Regions from separate parts of the Mus musculus genome. Here all the other regions are linked to region 1. A link is a contact called in public Hi-C and HiChIP or PLAC-seq data. All regions are on one chromosome and are shown on one strand. Each heading gives the region's core, a stretch centred on a gene start, on an enhancer-like site or on the middle of the called end of the contact. The rest is flanking DNA. Distances are from core to core; before and after follow the strand shown. Region 1 overlaps Vwa8 (von Willebrand factor A domain containing 8). Region 2 overlaps Vwa8 (von Willebrand factor A domain containing 8). Region 3 overlaps Vwa8 (von Willebrand factor A domain containing 8). Region 4 holds the start of Dgkh (diacylglycerol kinase, eta).

Region 1 (3,237 bases), core at 484-2,983:
ACACTATCTCAGTGATGCTAACTGTATGTCCAACATGGTCCACCCCATCCAAGAGACTAATGACACTCTTACTGAGAATGCATATAGATTCTTTTTGCGAAAGCACTGTTAATGAACACTCCCTAATTAATCACAAATAAGCCCTGAGATATATTTTCTCTTAGTCTCTCCAGCCCTCTAAATGATGACACCACTAGGGAGGCCTGTTACTAGTGACTAAGTTCTTCCACAGTCCTGTGCTTATGTACGGTAGACACTGGACTGGGGGGTTCTCATAACTCCCTCATCCCAAGCAGCTTTTGAATCTAGTGTCTGACTGGTAATATACGACACATCTTCTTGAAGACCATGTCTCCATACTTTTATCTTTCCCCCAATAACAGTAGTTACGATGGGGCTTGATGTGTACCCCCAACACCTGAGAAATGAAGCAGGAGGGTGATAAGAGCTAAAAGGTAGGCTGGCCTTCTTAGTTAATTCCATGCCAGTTAGTTCTGGCCAGTGTGCTCAAGAATCACTAGAGAGCCCAAGAGTGGATGAAGGGGTTGCTGAGACTGCCAGCTGCCTCTAAAGCCATTGATCAACACACGTGCATCATGCTGACGTGGAGCTACTCCCAGAAGCACTCACAGGGACGTATGCAATTCCCAGTGCCCTGTTTTCTACGGTATGTCAAAATGCACTAAGTAGTAATGGTGCAATTCATTGCTTACCTATCATGTGGCAAAGAAATACACAAGTAATTTTTCTGCACTCTCTCATTTAGATCTCACAACAGGCCCAAAGGGCAGCAGGCAGCATTGTGTAAGGGGAGACGTGAGATCCCAAATCTGGTATTTATTACCTATGTGATCTTAATCAAATCATTTACGCTCCCTTTAATATCACTACCTATTTAATAGATATAATTGTCTTTACCGAGTACTGAGAATTGAAATAAGCACACAGATTGACAATTTATAAAGTAATAGCTATGCAAGTTCTTGCTCCCATTCTGCAAAGAGACGTCATAATTGAAAAGTAGCAGCATTTGCAGAACGGTGGTTAAGTCAAAGCCAACTCAGACTTCTGTTGTTCAAGTCCAAAGCTTGCTGCACAGTAATCATGTCTCACACACTCCACCAGAAGCCTTTCTGACACGTCTGTCTGTCTGTCTGTCTGTATGTATGTATGTATGTATGTATGTATTTGTGTGTGTGTGTGTGAGAGAGAGAGAGAGAGAGAGGAGAGAGAGAGAGGAGAAAGAGAGGTATCAGAGGAGAGCTTGCTTGAGTAGATCTCTTCTTCCACTATGTGGTTCAGGAGAACTAAACTCAGACTGGCACTCTGCAGTGAGCGCGTTTACCCACTGAACCATCCCACCAGCTCCCTCCAGGAGCTTTTTGACACCGTCAGGCTCAAGACTCTCCTTACCACAGGACTACATCAAATGTAGCATTTACATCAAACGGTGTTCTGGATATTAATCCTGTTTCTGTTATATTTTATAACATTAATGATATATTTCATCCTTTATTAGAATTTAATAGTCACTGCTATTTCTATACATTATATTTTTATAAAATTCCTACTTGTCTTCCTCATATTTTTAGTGCAGCACATTCTTCATGGCACTTCCCCTCTTAATTGGTTGGGAAGCTGCCTTACCCTGCAGAAAGCAAGCACTGTGCAGTGCTGTGTGATGCCTGTGGTGTCGTTCACATTAATGCTTCAGAGCAGCAGTATTTTTAGGACAGCCTCAAGGAAACATGAGTCATACTTAAAAGCATGCCAGAAATAGAAGCAAGATTTAAGGCTGCACATTACGAACATCTGCAAAGTAAACTGCCAAACTGCCATGCACAGTGTAACATAAGCAGGCCTGTGCATGGGAGAAAGCCCTAGCTTTGACTCCAGGTACAAGATGCCACTATCCTCCAGGAGTCCACCAAGAAAAACCCAGTGTTAAAGCTCTATTGTGGGACTTCATCTACAGTCCAGGCTACCCTCTGCCTGGGAAGATAAAACATCTGGGTCATGGTAAATTACATTTCTAACTAAAGTCTTAGCCAAGATTTTTCTTTTAAAAACTTAACTACTTGTGTTGTCATATTTAAGAGCTCTAAATTAATTTTATTGGGGTGCTCTAAATTATAATTTTTCTCCCCATGTAGATGCCAATTTATCATCTATGTAAAGACTTAAAATTAAAATTAAGCATAGTTCAACTACCCCCATAATAAACCCTTAGAAAGCGTTGATTGTTTGGCTTTGGCATTCTAAGAAACAATGTAATGTAGTGAAAGAGAAAGCATCTGGAGCCAGCAAACCAAGTGTGGCTCTTCATCCTGTCCTTAGCTTCCTGGGCAGGACACTTCAACCATTCTGGGTCTCATTTTCCAAAGAAAGCTAGTCTTTGACAGATATGACCACCGTGAGCACTACAGCTCCCAAAATATCTTGTTCAGTCCAAGTCAGTGAAAACCCAGTGTGCAAAAGTCTGTCCTCACCTGCAGAGCCCTCTCCTTGCTGTGTGCCTGGGCAGCAGGTACACAGTGTGCACTGGCGGACACAGATGGTTGGGGCTGAGGGTCCACTCGGAAGGAGTCCCAGAACTTACTGCAGCCATGTGTTAAGTATTTTCCAGTGACATAGCACTTTATTCACCATAATCACCCCCATAAAAATTATGCAGAGGGTTTGAAGAGATAGCTCAGTGGTTACCGCTACTATTGCTCTTGCAGAGGACCAGGATTCAATCCCAGCACCCACATGGTGTCTAACAACCATCTGCAACTATAATTCTAGGAGCTCTAACTTTTATGATCTTCACGGGCACCAGGCATGCATATACTACACATATATACATACAAGCAAAACACTCATTCACATTATTAGAAAAATTACTCAGAAAGACCTAAACCCAGGCCTACCAGGAGTCAGATCATCCTCCAATATATTCAGAGATTATAAAGGAAGTGCCACGAGACTCCTCACTGCAACTGTCCCCTCTACCTGCATGTGTCAATCTGTTCATGGAGGTGGGGATACAAAACAAGGCATTCAAAGCCCAAGTAAGTCCTCGCTATTTACAACATAGGATATGGGGCTAAATGAGTAAAATAAATTCAGGCACACAGCCCTACTTAGTGAGGACCTATTATATGCTGAGCACTGAGAACAGGAAGGTGAAGATAACAAGGCTCTCAGAGATGTCAAAGAGAAACAGTTCATATATAAACCTCAGCCATGAGGGGC
Region 2 (3,237 bases), core at 386-2,885, 210 kb before region 1:
TGTGTGTGTGTGTGTGTGTGTGTGTGTGTGTGTGTAGACATGTACTTTTTACTTGGTTTACAGTTTGGTGAGTCTTTTCTGTTTGGGTAGTGTTTTATTTTGTTTTCCTGGACTGGAGGATTTTGTTGCTGCACTGGCTTTTGTTTGTCTTGAGAAAAAACTCAAGGGGGGAAAAGATCTAGAAGGACTTGGGGAGGGGAAAACATGATCAAAATAAATTTAAATTGAAAAATTGTTTTAAGCAGTAAACATAAGATAAAAAAGAAGATAGACTTGCATTAGCTTTTCCTCACTAAAAACAAACAAACAAATCTGCCAACCATTAGGTAGCCATTGGCGTTTGGGTGAGAGTGTTCCACACAGGCACATGCACAAGTGGTGGAACTGTTTGGGAAGGATTGGGAGGTGTGATGTCGTTGGAGGAAGTGTGCCACTGGGGCTGGGCTTTGAGGTTTAAAGAGCTTCCAGCCACCCCCAGTGTCACAGCTCCTGCTGTGGCTTAGATGTGAGTGGTCAGCTGTTCCTGCTCTCGGGGACCCTAACCCTCCAGAACCATGAGCCCAGTTGAACACTTTCTTTCGTAAGTTGCCCTGGTCGGGGTATTTTATCACAGCAACAGAAACGCACCTATCTATATACAATAAACTACATGTATTCATAGTCCCAGAGTGTCTTTCTTCTGTGCTTTTTTCTGGGCATCTCTTGCTGTCTCAACACCGAGTGTGTGCCTCCCGTGTGTACTGAGCACAGTCCTGACTGCTGCGCATGTGTGTTCTAGTCCCGTGCAGTGATGACTCAGGACAGTCCATCCATTTTAAAGTTCACGGTTAAGTGAGCACTCTTCAGACTCCAGCAGTGCCATATGGGGTCTGCTTTCTGAACTTCCTGCTGCTATTAGAAAGTGACATCTGAAGCTACTATCGGTCAACCTTTTCTCATGAGAACAGTCATTGACAGCTTTGCAGATTTGATTTTTTGAGGAAAATGGAGTATATTTAATAGAATTGTTTAGAAGAATAAAAATGTAATACAATAAAAAAATGAAGCAACATTGAGAATATAACTAGGTGAGTTTTGGCTTATAATAGCCCATGGTTTTAAAAATATAGACTAAAAGTAATAACTCTCGAGTCTAGGGACTCCAGTTGTAGTGATACTTGAATTTATTGTTATAGTTGTTCTAACTATAGGAAAAATGCATATTCTTCGTCAGAGTGTCAAATTAATGAACATAAGTTATACAAAGAGTTCAGTAAGCTCTCCCTGTGTTATCATTTGAAAATATAGCGGGGAATTCACTAACGAAAACTCAAACAAGTCTGTCTTCTAAGCTAATGCTGCTTGACAGCAGGAGGCAGCAAAGACAGCAAGGACAGCGCAGCTAATTGTCTGTGTGTCTGAGGACAGTCAGTCTGCTATACTCAGAAGAATCACGGAAAGATGAAGCAGATGGCTTGAAAGATTGTTTTCCAGGCCATCACTGCTGACCTAAATAAAGGAGCTTCCACTACCCAACAGAAGCCACACAAGGGACTGTGGAAATCTCCCAAGCAGAAGGCTGACTTCCCAAGTGCTGGCGTACAAAGGTGAGCATTCATTTCAATAATGTGTAGTATACCTGATCGCCACTAGATGGCGATGCGGGCACTTCACCAGAGTCGGAGGAAAGCTGCTGGCACCCAGAAGTAGGGCAATAGGAACTAGGTATCTTTCCCCGCTACTTCTGTAAGACAGATTTCCCAGGCTCCAAAACCAGGAGCAGAACCCTTCTGAGTGAAGAGTCCACTGATGACGCAGCTTGCAGGTTGACGAGGAAGGGAACTGTAGAGGACAAGCCTTACTTCTTATTACTGGCAACGACTCTTAGACTTGGCTGTACAGTCTACTTGTGAATCACAACAGAGTGGGCCTAAATAGAGCAACTAGTATTCTGCCTCATTATTTACCAAGGAATTTGACCAAAAGCCACAAACAGTGGTAGACTACTTTGAGAATTCACTGTGGCCACTTAGCCTGAGGATGCACACTCTCAAGTTGTTTTTCTACCTGATGGTCCAAGTGCGCACACTTCCTGTCCATCCCACAGATCGAGGGACAATGGAGTAAAAGCAGCATGCTGGCATGGGAGTTTCCCCATCAAAACACCACTTAGTTCCAATTTGTATTGCTTTATTACTAAGTGTGTCTTATGTCTGCTTGCTGAACTTTGAGCTGAGGACATGAAGCTATACATTTCTGAGAAACACTTGATTAGAGGAAGTTCATATAATAATATTTTGGTTGTCCTTGAGATAATTTTGCTCGTTTGCTTTGAGTCCCCATATCCAATGACAATGGCACTTTCTGTTCTAGTAACCATAGAGATGTGTAATGCCCTCAACAGCTTGTCTGAAAACCAGTCTTTGCTGAGGATGCCCCCCTGGGAGAATATCTGGCTCGTGGGCTCCATCTGCTTGTCCATGTCACTTCACTTCTTGATCCTCTACGTGGTACCTTTGCCACTCATTTTCCAGATCACACCGCTGAATCTGACCCAGTGGCTGATGGTGCTGAAAATCTCCTTGCCTGTGATCCTCATGGATGAGACGCTCAAGTTTGTGGCCCCAAACTACCTGGAACAACCCGGTAAAGAGTGTGTGCAGCCTGCCACCAAATCTTCCTGCTCCCTGTCTCAGTTCCCTTCCTTGTCAAGGCTAAGGGTGGGGAAGTCTGTGCTTTGTCCTGGGTCTCAGGACACAAGGCTGTGTGTGCAGTGCAGGAGTCTGCAGGCAGTGTGGGGAGCGTGGCCGTTGCCAGTGGCCTGAGCAGTTTTAGCCTCCACCTGCATCCTATCAATAGATTCCCTTCACCCGCTTGTTGTCAGGGTCAAAGGGAGACTTCAGGTGAACCTGGGCAGCATAGGTGACCCCCATTCTCTCCAAGGCATACTCTCCATTCTTCACAAAGTCCAGAGAGACAGGGCCACCACTGGGGTCTCGGATGTAGCCATAGGCGATGGTCTTAAGTTAGATAGCTTAACTATCTAGCTTCAGTTACCAGTGTCATTCAGCTTAGACAAGACAGAGCAGAAAAGAAGACATCAATTGTGTGTACCCATTAGTAAAGTAGGGAGCCGGGACAGCAAAGGTTCTTAATATGTCCAGAAAAGCCCTGGGACTGAAAGAGCTGCAGATTAAAGCACAGAGAGATGGGCTATGTTTTAAACAGCCAAGAACCATTATTAAAATTGTAAGTAAA
Region 3 (3,237 bases), core at 316-2,815, 180 kb before region 1:
GCCCAGACTTGACATCTCTTACATGAGCACCTTGAGATACAAGCTGCTCTTGTCTGATGACTGCTGTAAGCATTGGCTGTCATGAGTTATTAATTTTACCGCAATCACATTTCCTTAATGTCAAATTAGATAAAAAGGAAGACTGTGAGATGGAGTGAAATTTGGTCCAATGCAAGAAAGTCTGGATCGCATACGTGTACAAGCCATACCTAAAAGATTTACACAAGTGTGCCCAAAATATCAGTTCTAAAATAAATAGATACGCACGAGAAAAGTACATCAAGTGATATGCTAAATTTAAATAACTAAAGTAACATCAATGAGGAACACAGCCACCAGGCTGCGCATGGTGGGGCAAGCCATTGGGAGGCAGTGGCAGGTGGATTGCTAGGAGTTTGAAGCCAGTCTGGTCCACATAGCAAATAACAGGACAGCCTTGGCAACACAGTGAGACCCTGTCTGAAAAAAAGGAAAAGGATGAGGGAGAGGAAGAGGAGGAAGAAGGAAGCTTATTATTATTTCGTTTCTGAGATAGGGTCTTTTTTTTTCCCAATTTTTTATTAGGTATTTTCTTCATTTACATTTCAAATGCTATCCCGAAAGTCCCCCATACTCTCCCCCACACACACACTCCCCTACCCACCCACTCCCACTTCTTGGCCCTGGTGTTCCCCTGTACTGAGGCATATAAAGTTTGCAAGACCAAGGGGCTTCTCTTTCCAATGATGGCCGACTAGGTCATCTTCTGCTACATATGCAGCTAGAGACACGAGCTCTGGGGGTACTGGTTAGTTCATATTGTTGTTCCACCTATTGGGTTACAGACCCCTATAGCTCCTTGGGTACTTCCTCTAGCTCCTCCATTGGGGGTCCTGTGTTCCATCCAATAGCTGACTGTGAGCATCCACTTCTGTGTTTGCCAGGCCCCGGCATAGTCTCACAAGAGAGAGCTATATCTGGGTCCTTTCAGCAAAATCTTGCTGGCGTATGCAATGGTGTCTGCTTTTGGAGGCTGATTATGGGTCTCACTATGTAGCTCTGACTGTTCTGCAACTCACTATGTGGACTAAGCTGGCCTTGAATTCACAGAGAGCCACCTCTGTCTTCTGAATGCTGGGATTAAAGATGTGTGCCACCATATCTGGCCTGTTATTTAAGAGCTGATATGAACTATGCTGTAGCAATTCCAAGTATCAGTCAGGATAGTAGAATTTGTCCCTTATGGGCCTTTTAAATGCACCCATTATGAACAAAAATAAGTTCAATTTAACATGTTACGAGCACTTTTGTGCATATGAGAGGGACACAGGAGGAGCAGTGGCAGAAATACACACCGCATGATTTTTAATTGTTCTCAACTTTAAGTACTTTCGGGTCGCTGGCTCAAACACATAGATATGTAATTTACTCCACCTCCCTCCCAAGAAAGTGCTGTTTTCTCTAAAAAATGAAGAATAGGTTTAAGAAAAAGAGAAGGATAAAAACAAAGGGGGAAAAGTTTGCAGATGTGCTTCACCCTGAGAGGAAAGGGTTACATTTTATCAGGAGAAGCAAATGAGTCATTTTCAAGGCCAACTGCGACTGCCTGCTGGAGCAACCTGAAGCACTGTGCTCAGAACAGAGGAGCGAGAGCAAGTTTAAAAATCCTGGCAGGTAATTTGCTCCCGACAGGTGTGCGTTAACAGGGTCACCGCCCATCACAAGCACCAAAGTCTGACCTTCATCTACTGACTCAGACTTTCTCTCTCTTGACCCGTGAACGCAACATCTCCTGAGAAGAGCACCTGTCCTTTACCACCAACAAACAATAACACAGTCAGTCTCAAACGTTTATTCAAGGTGGCTGACGTGAGGTGAGGACTAAATGACAACCATAGAACTTACAGCAACAAAAGCAAGATCCAGACTTACTCACCTCAGTGACTGCATCTCAGTCAGGTTAGCAGCTGCCCTGGCCTTCTACCAGTTTGTACTTACCTTTTTAGTAACCGACAGCACCTGCAGAACATCTGTACAAAGGTACCCAGGGTCCAAGGCACAAATGAGCCAACGGTGGCAGCAGCCCCCAAGTGCAGAAACCAACCATTCCCACCCTTTACCTGCATCCCTGATAATGATGGGAGGTGGCAAACTGGAACCCCAGCCTCCCTCCTCAAATCCAATGTTTCTCCTTCCTCTTCTTTCTTTCTGATTTCAGCACATGCCTGGGTATATTTAACTTTGTGCTATGACTGTAATGAGAAACAGACATCTACAAACCAACCCAGCAATGCTTATGTGGGGTCCACAATCGCATTTTGTGGGGCTGTTAAGAGGACATTAGTTCTAAATTATATATAATTGCTATCTGGATCCACCAAGTCACCAACCGTGTCTCTCACAGAGTTCTTGATGCCTCAGGATTACTGTAATCCCTCTGATTTTAAATCAGTGCAGGGGGGAAAAGACCAAAGGAATCAATGGACATACCATGTGATACAGCGATGTCACAGATTAAATTGACTTCATCCAATGGAAACTTCCAGGACGTACACTCTTCAGTAAAGCTTAGGAATCTCGCTTCATGTTTTTCTATTGGGTACTTTTCCATGTTCACAAGTACTGGGCCCTATAACAAAGCCACGGTCTTAGTGAAGGCATTGGGTAGTCGCTAAAACAGCTGTTCCAGAATACAATATTTCATGATCTAATATCTTGACATACTCGACTTTATCGTTTGGCATGGCACCTAAAACTATAGTAATACCATATGCTTACCTTCATGAGTGCTTTCTCATGCTGGGGCTCATTACATTTCTCTTTCATTTACTTTAATGAAGTATGCCGTGTCTAAAGCACTATAAGATTTCTTATGACTACATTTCTTCCTAAACCAAGAACCCATTTTGCCCTCCAAATAGAAAAAGACCCAGAGTTGCTCAAGCCAGCAAAATAACATAAGTTAACGAATCCAGGACTAGTATATTTCCATTGTGAAGAAAGAGTGTGAAAACATTATATTGAAATGTAATGGCTAAAGTGGATCCAGTGCTACTTATAAAAGGTAGAATGTTTCATATATAGTTAAATGATTATTCAATATAGGCAAAGGAACTAACTTAATAATATTGTGCGTATCAGTTCTGGGTAGCTCGCTATGACTTCCTGGAAGAATTCTATTATACAACTAAGTTTTCAATGACTTGTATACCCTACAGTCCTTAATTAATCAAGATATTTGGGCTAGATATTGGTGTG
Region 4 (3,237 bases), core at 492-2,991, 170 kb after region 1:
TTTTTTTTTCTCCTTTGCATGACTAAGTGAATTGTGGTGACATTTACGTAAGACTAGAGAGAAAAGTCAGCTGTCAGGAAAGCACATTGTTTTACACAGGCTGAAAATAAGGCCAGGGGGATAAAGGTAGACATTCCTGGTTAGGAAGTTGGCTGGCTTCTGGGCTGGAGAGATGGCTCAGTGATTAAGAGCACACACTGTCCTTGCCTTGCCGAGGACAGGGCGTTTGGTTTGGAGCACCCACACTGGGTGCCTCCTAACTCCAGCTCCAGGGATACTTACTGGATGCTTCTGGCCTCCATGAGAATTCGCACTCATATGCGCAAACCCACACACAGACACAGACACCTAAGTGAAAAAGAAAAGTCAAAAAAAAAAAAAGTAACAATATGCTTGAAAAAGAGAAGTTCGCTTCCGGTCTGGGATAGCTCAGTCGGCAGGTAGAATGCTCACCTAGATGGAATGAAGGGCTGGTTTTGAGTGAGCCCCAGTGTTCAGCTGTGATCCCAGGGCTGAGGTAAACGCAGCATGGTCAGACTGCTCACTCACCCCACTTAAACCTCATTCAAAGTAAATGAAGGACAGGCTATTTAGGCAGCAGGTTGGAGGCCACTGAACAAAGCATAGTCACTAACAAAGAAGACCCAACAGTCCAAGGGCCCATTTAAAGGAGAGATTCAGGAATGCAAATTTAGTCAGTCAAGTTATAGAAAGTGAGGGCTGGAAACCATCCAGTGGCTTAGCTCTCTCCACAATCCTTAGGTGACCTTTATGAGTGTAGCTTCAGCGGAATATTAGCCTCGGAAATTAGTATGACGTGGGAGCATGCTGGATCAAGTAGTGTTTTGATTTTTCGGTTTCAAAACGTGTGAATTCATCTGTCTACCAGACTAAGGGCCAGAAGATGGTGCTGGCAGGAGTCTGAAGTCCACGAGAGAGGAAATGACCCATGCAAATGCAGTCACTGCTCGGTTTGCAACTAGATGGAAACCATCTTCACTGCCAGTAAAGATGATTTCAGGAAAGATGATTTAAAAAATTGCTTGTTGCAATTTTCATTTTCTTTTTCCCGGAGAGCAGCAGGAGAGACAGTTGACATTTGAGCTCTCTCTCGGAACTGCCCCTGTCCCTAATTTGAGCAGAGCGCTCACAGCGGACCACAGACCGGCTCCTTAGCTGGTTTTCTTTCCACGAAATCTTTCAGCCATAGAAAATGAACAAAAGCAGGGCTCCCCAGACAGCCCAGCCAGACATCTCAGCTGCCGGAATAGGTGCTTGGGAGTGGCTCAGGGGTGCGAAGCGCAGCCTCGCTCTGTTGAAGCCAGGTACTGTCCTGGGCAATTGGCTCCAGGTTTAGCTCCCGAGGCGGCCGTCGGGGGCTACAGGCACCCGTGGCGAGGGATGCCAAGGGGAAAGGGTGCCAGGTTCCGCTCGTCCGGCGCAAGCTACTCATCCCCGACATCCCCCGATTCTTCTGGCGATCCGGGCCCCGCGGCGCGGTTGCCTCTTTTAGCCGCACCACTGCCCGGTGCCCGTGACCACCCGGTGGCTGCTTTCGGTTCCGCGCCTTATATGGCCTGGCAGGGGGGTCACGTGCGTCCCGGGCCGCCCGCCGGGAGGGGCCGCTGGGGGAGGGGCGGACGGCGGGAGAAAAGGGGAGGGAGTCGGAGGCGGAGACAGGAGAGAGAGAGGGGCGGATTCTGCGGCCGTGGGAGGCGGCGGCGGCTTGAGGAGCCGAGCGCTCGCCGCCGCGCCGTGGAGCGGGACTCAGGCGGCTGCGGAGGCGGTGGCGGAGGAAGGGACCGGCGCGGGGGCGGGCGAGCGCGGCGGAAGCCAGAGAACGCGGGAGGGCCCGTGGCTGGCCCCGGGCAGGAGCCAGGGCGGCAGCGACAGCGATCCCAGCGAGGGAGGCGCAGGCAGCGGCGGCGGCAGCGACAGCGATCCCAGCGAGGGAGGCGCAGGCAGCGGCGGCGGCAGCGGCGGCGGCAGCGGCAGCGGCAGCGGGGGCCGGTGTCCGTGCGCCCCGGCGGCCAGCGGGCGCGGGCCGGCGCGATGGAGCCTCAGCACGTGCGCCCCGTGCTTGGAGCCCAGAGCCCGGCCTGGGAGGAACCGGTGGGTACCGCGCCCGCGCCCACCCCTCCCGCTTGTCCTTGCTCCCTGCCTCCCCCTCCCGGCCCATGTTCCGTTCAGGAAGCGGTCCGGGATGAGGTCCCCAGCTGCTTCCCAGCCGGGGCAGCGCTTCCTCCGGCGCCCGGGCTCCTCCTTGCTCGCCGCCCGAAGCGCCTTTGTCCGGTCGGCCTCTGGCGACGGTCCTTAGAGGACCGTTTCCGCGCTTCATCCTTTTCCCAACTTTGCACTTCATTCCCGAGTGTGGCGCGGCGGCCCGGGGAGTGGAGGCGACGGGGTTGCGCGGTCAGCGGGTGGCGCCGGGAGGAGACGGGGCTCACCTCTTGACCGCGCCCTGGCAGTCACCTGGGCACGCAGGTTCCCAAGGACCGCCGCCTGTGGAGGCTGGTGGCTGCCAGAAGCCCAGAGCCACGCCTCCGACTCGAGTGGCCGCGGCTGCCCTGAACAGTTCCGAGGGTCAGGGGACCTGGACCGGGATCCAGCCACCGGCTAACTTCGCTTTCGCCTGGATCTCACAGCACACGCCACGCGTAGATTGAGTCACTTTAGGGGCTCAGAGTGTTGCGTGTGAGAAGAGTCGAGGTCTTTGGATTTATTCCCTAAACTCCTTTAACTTATTTCTTGCACCTCAAACTGAGCCGTCTGTTATCCATCCATCCCTTCAGGGATTCCTCCCAGGAATCCCCGTCCTGCGTAGACCCTTGTAATCTTGAGTGGGCAATGAATTTTGGCTCTGCATACCCTATCTACGTATTTCTTAGTCCTTTTTGATTGACGTTGTGAACCGTCTCAAAAGCCTGGTCCAAAATTTCTGGCTTCATCCTTGCTGCGGTGCTGTTCTGATGATGTTTTCCCAGGGACTTCCTGAGTCTGCTCAGGCGGGCCCTCTGCCTGTTGAGAGCTTGTAGGTCAGGTGCCAGGCTTGCTTCTCCTTTTCTTACCCATAGACTTCCAGCCGGTTTGCCAGGGTACGATTCGCTGCCTCCTGCTTCCTGACCTTTCAGGAGTGTCCTTCGACTTTGATCCATCTGCAACTGCTTTTGCTTTTGTGAGTTTGCACGTTAGGTAGCCCATCTGTTCGTGTTCTATTGCGATCATCATTAGGGAGTA

The links. A called contact is a pair of places that touch in the nucleus more often than the background predicts. HiChIP or PLAC-seq counts read pairs in DNA pulled down with a chosen protein or histone mark.
Region 2: a contact with region 1 is called in an H3K27ac HiChIP or PLAC-seq map of neural progenitor cells, with 5 times the contacts expected there. The contact joins two enhancer-like sites. A contact is called at or near these places in 4 of 484 Hi-C or Micro-C datasets (Th1 cells, bone marrow-derived macrophages, cerebral cortex and 1 more), 3 of 115 datasets of contacts at active chromatin or transcription factors (embryonic stem cells, large pre-B cells and neural progenitor cells) and 1 of 9 other capture datasets (embryonic stem cells).
Region 3: a Hi-C map of uterus shows a contact between it and region 1, with 4 times the contacts expected there. The contact joins two enhancer-like sites. A contact is called at or near these places in 2 of 484 Hi-C or Micro-C datasets (bone marrow-derived macrophages and uterus) and 1 of 9 other capture datasets (embryonic stem cells).
Region 4: a contact with region 1 is called in an H3K4me3 HiChIP or PLAC-seq map of bone marrow-derived macrophages, with 4 times the contacts expected there. The contact joins the promoter of Dgkh here to the enhancer-like site in region 1. A contact is called at or near these places in 10 of 484 Hi-C or Micro-C datasets (CD4 T cells, CD8 T cells, the N1E-115 cell line and 6 more), 5 of 115 datasets of contacts at active chromatin or transcription factors (bone marrow-derived macrophages, embryonic hindbrain, large pre-B cells and 1 more) and 3 of 9 other capture datasets (adipose tissue, liver and pancreatic islet).

The regions. Positions count from the first base shown.
Region 1 is chr14:78,899,532-78,902,768 of GRCm38.p6, reverse strand. The region is part of intron 2 of Vwa8 (von Willebrand factor A domain containing 8); the gene reads right to left. Among named protein-coding and RNA genes, the nearest start is that of Vwa8, 52 kb to the right of the region's middle. Within about 2 kb of position 1,733, at least 144 of the 459 cell types and tissues checked have an H3K27ac peak or open chromatin away from gene starts, as enhancers often do. A contact at or near this core is called in CD8 T cells, Sertoli cells, bone marrow-derived macrophages and 3 more, where this site is marked.
Region 2 is chr14:79,105,474-79,108,710 of GRCm38.p6, reverse strand. All of the region lies in intron 37 of Vwa8 (von Willebrand factor A domain containing 8), which reads right to left. Gm30970 (a long non-coding RNA gene) reads left to right here. Exons shown (of 2, transcript XR_383637.4): 2 at 1,474-3,237. Among named protein-coding and RNA genes, the nearest start is that of Gm30970, 28 kb to the left of the region's middle. Within about 2 kb of position 1,635, at least 33 of the 459 cell types and tissues checked have an H3K27ac peak or open chromatin away from gene starts, as enhancers often do. A contact at or near this core is called in neural progenitor cells, where this site is marked.
Region 3 is chr14:79,082,144-79,085,380 of GRCm38.p6, reverse strand. Vwa8 (von Willebrand factor A domain containing 8) reads right to left here. Exons shown (of 45, transcript NM_027906.1): 28 at 2,470-2,608. Among named protein-coding and RNA genes, the nearest start is that of Gm30970, 51 kb to the left of the region's middle. Within about 2 kb of position 1,565, at least 4 of the 459 cell types and tissues checked have an H3K27ac peak or open chromatin away from gene starts, as enhancers often do. A contact at or near this core is called in uterus, where this site is marked.
Region 4 is chr14:78,731,233-78,734,469 of GRCm38.p6, reverse strand. It overlaps Dgkh (diacylglycerol kinase, eta), which reads left to right and starts at 1,741. Exons shown (of 30, transcript NM_001081336.2): 1 at 1,741-2,112. The coding sequence starts at 2,053.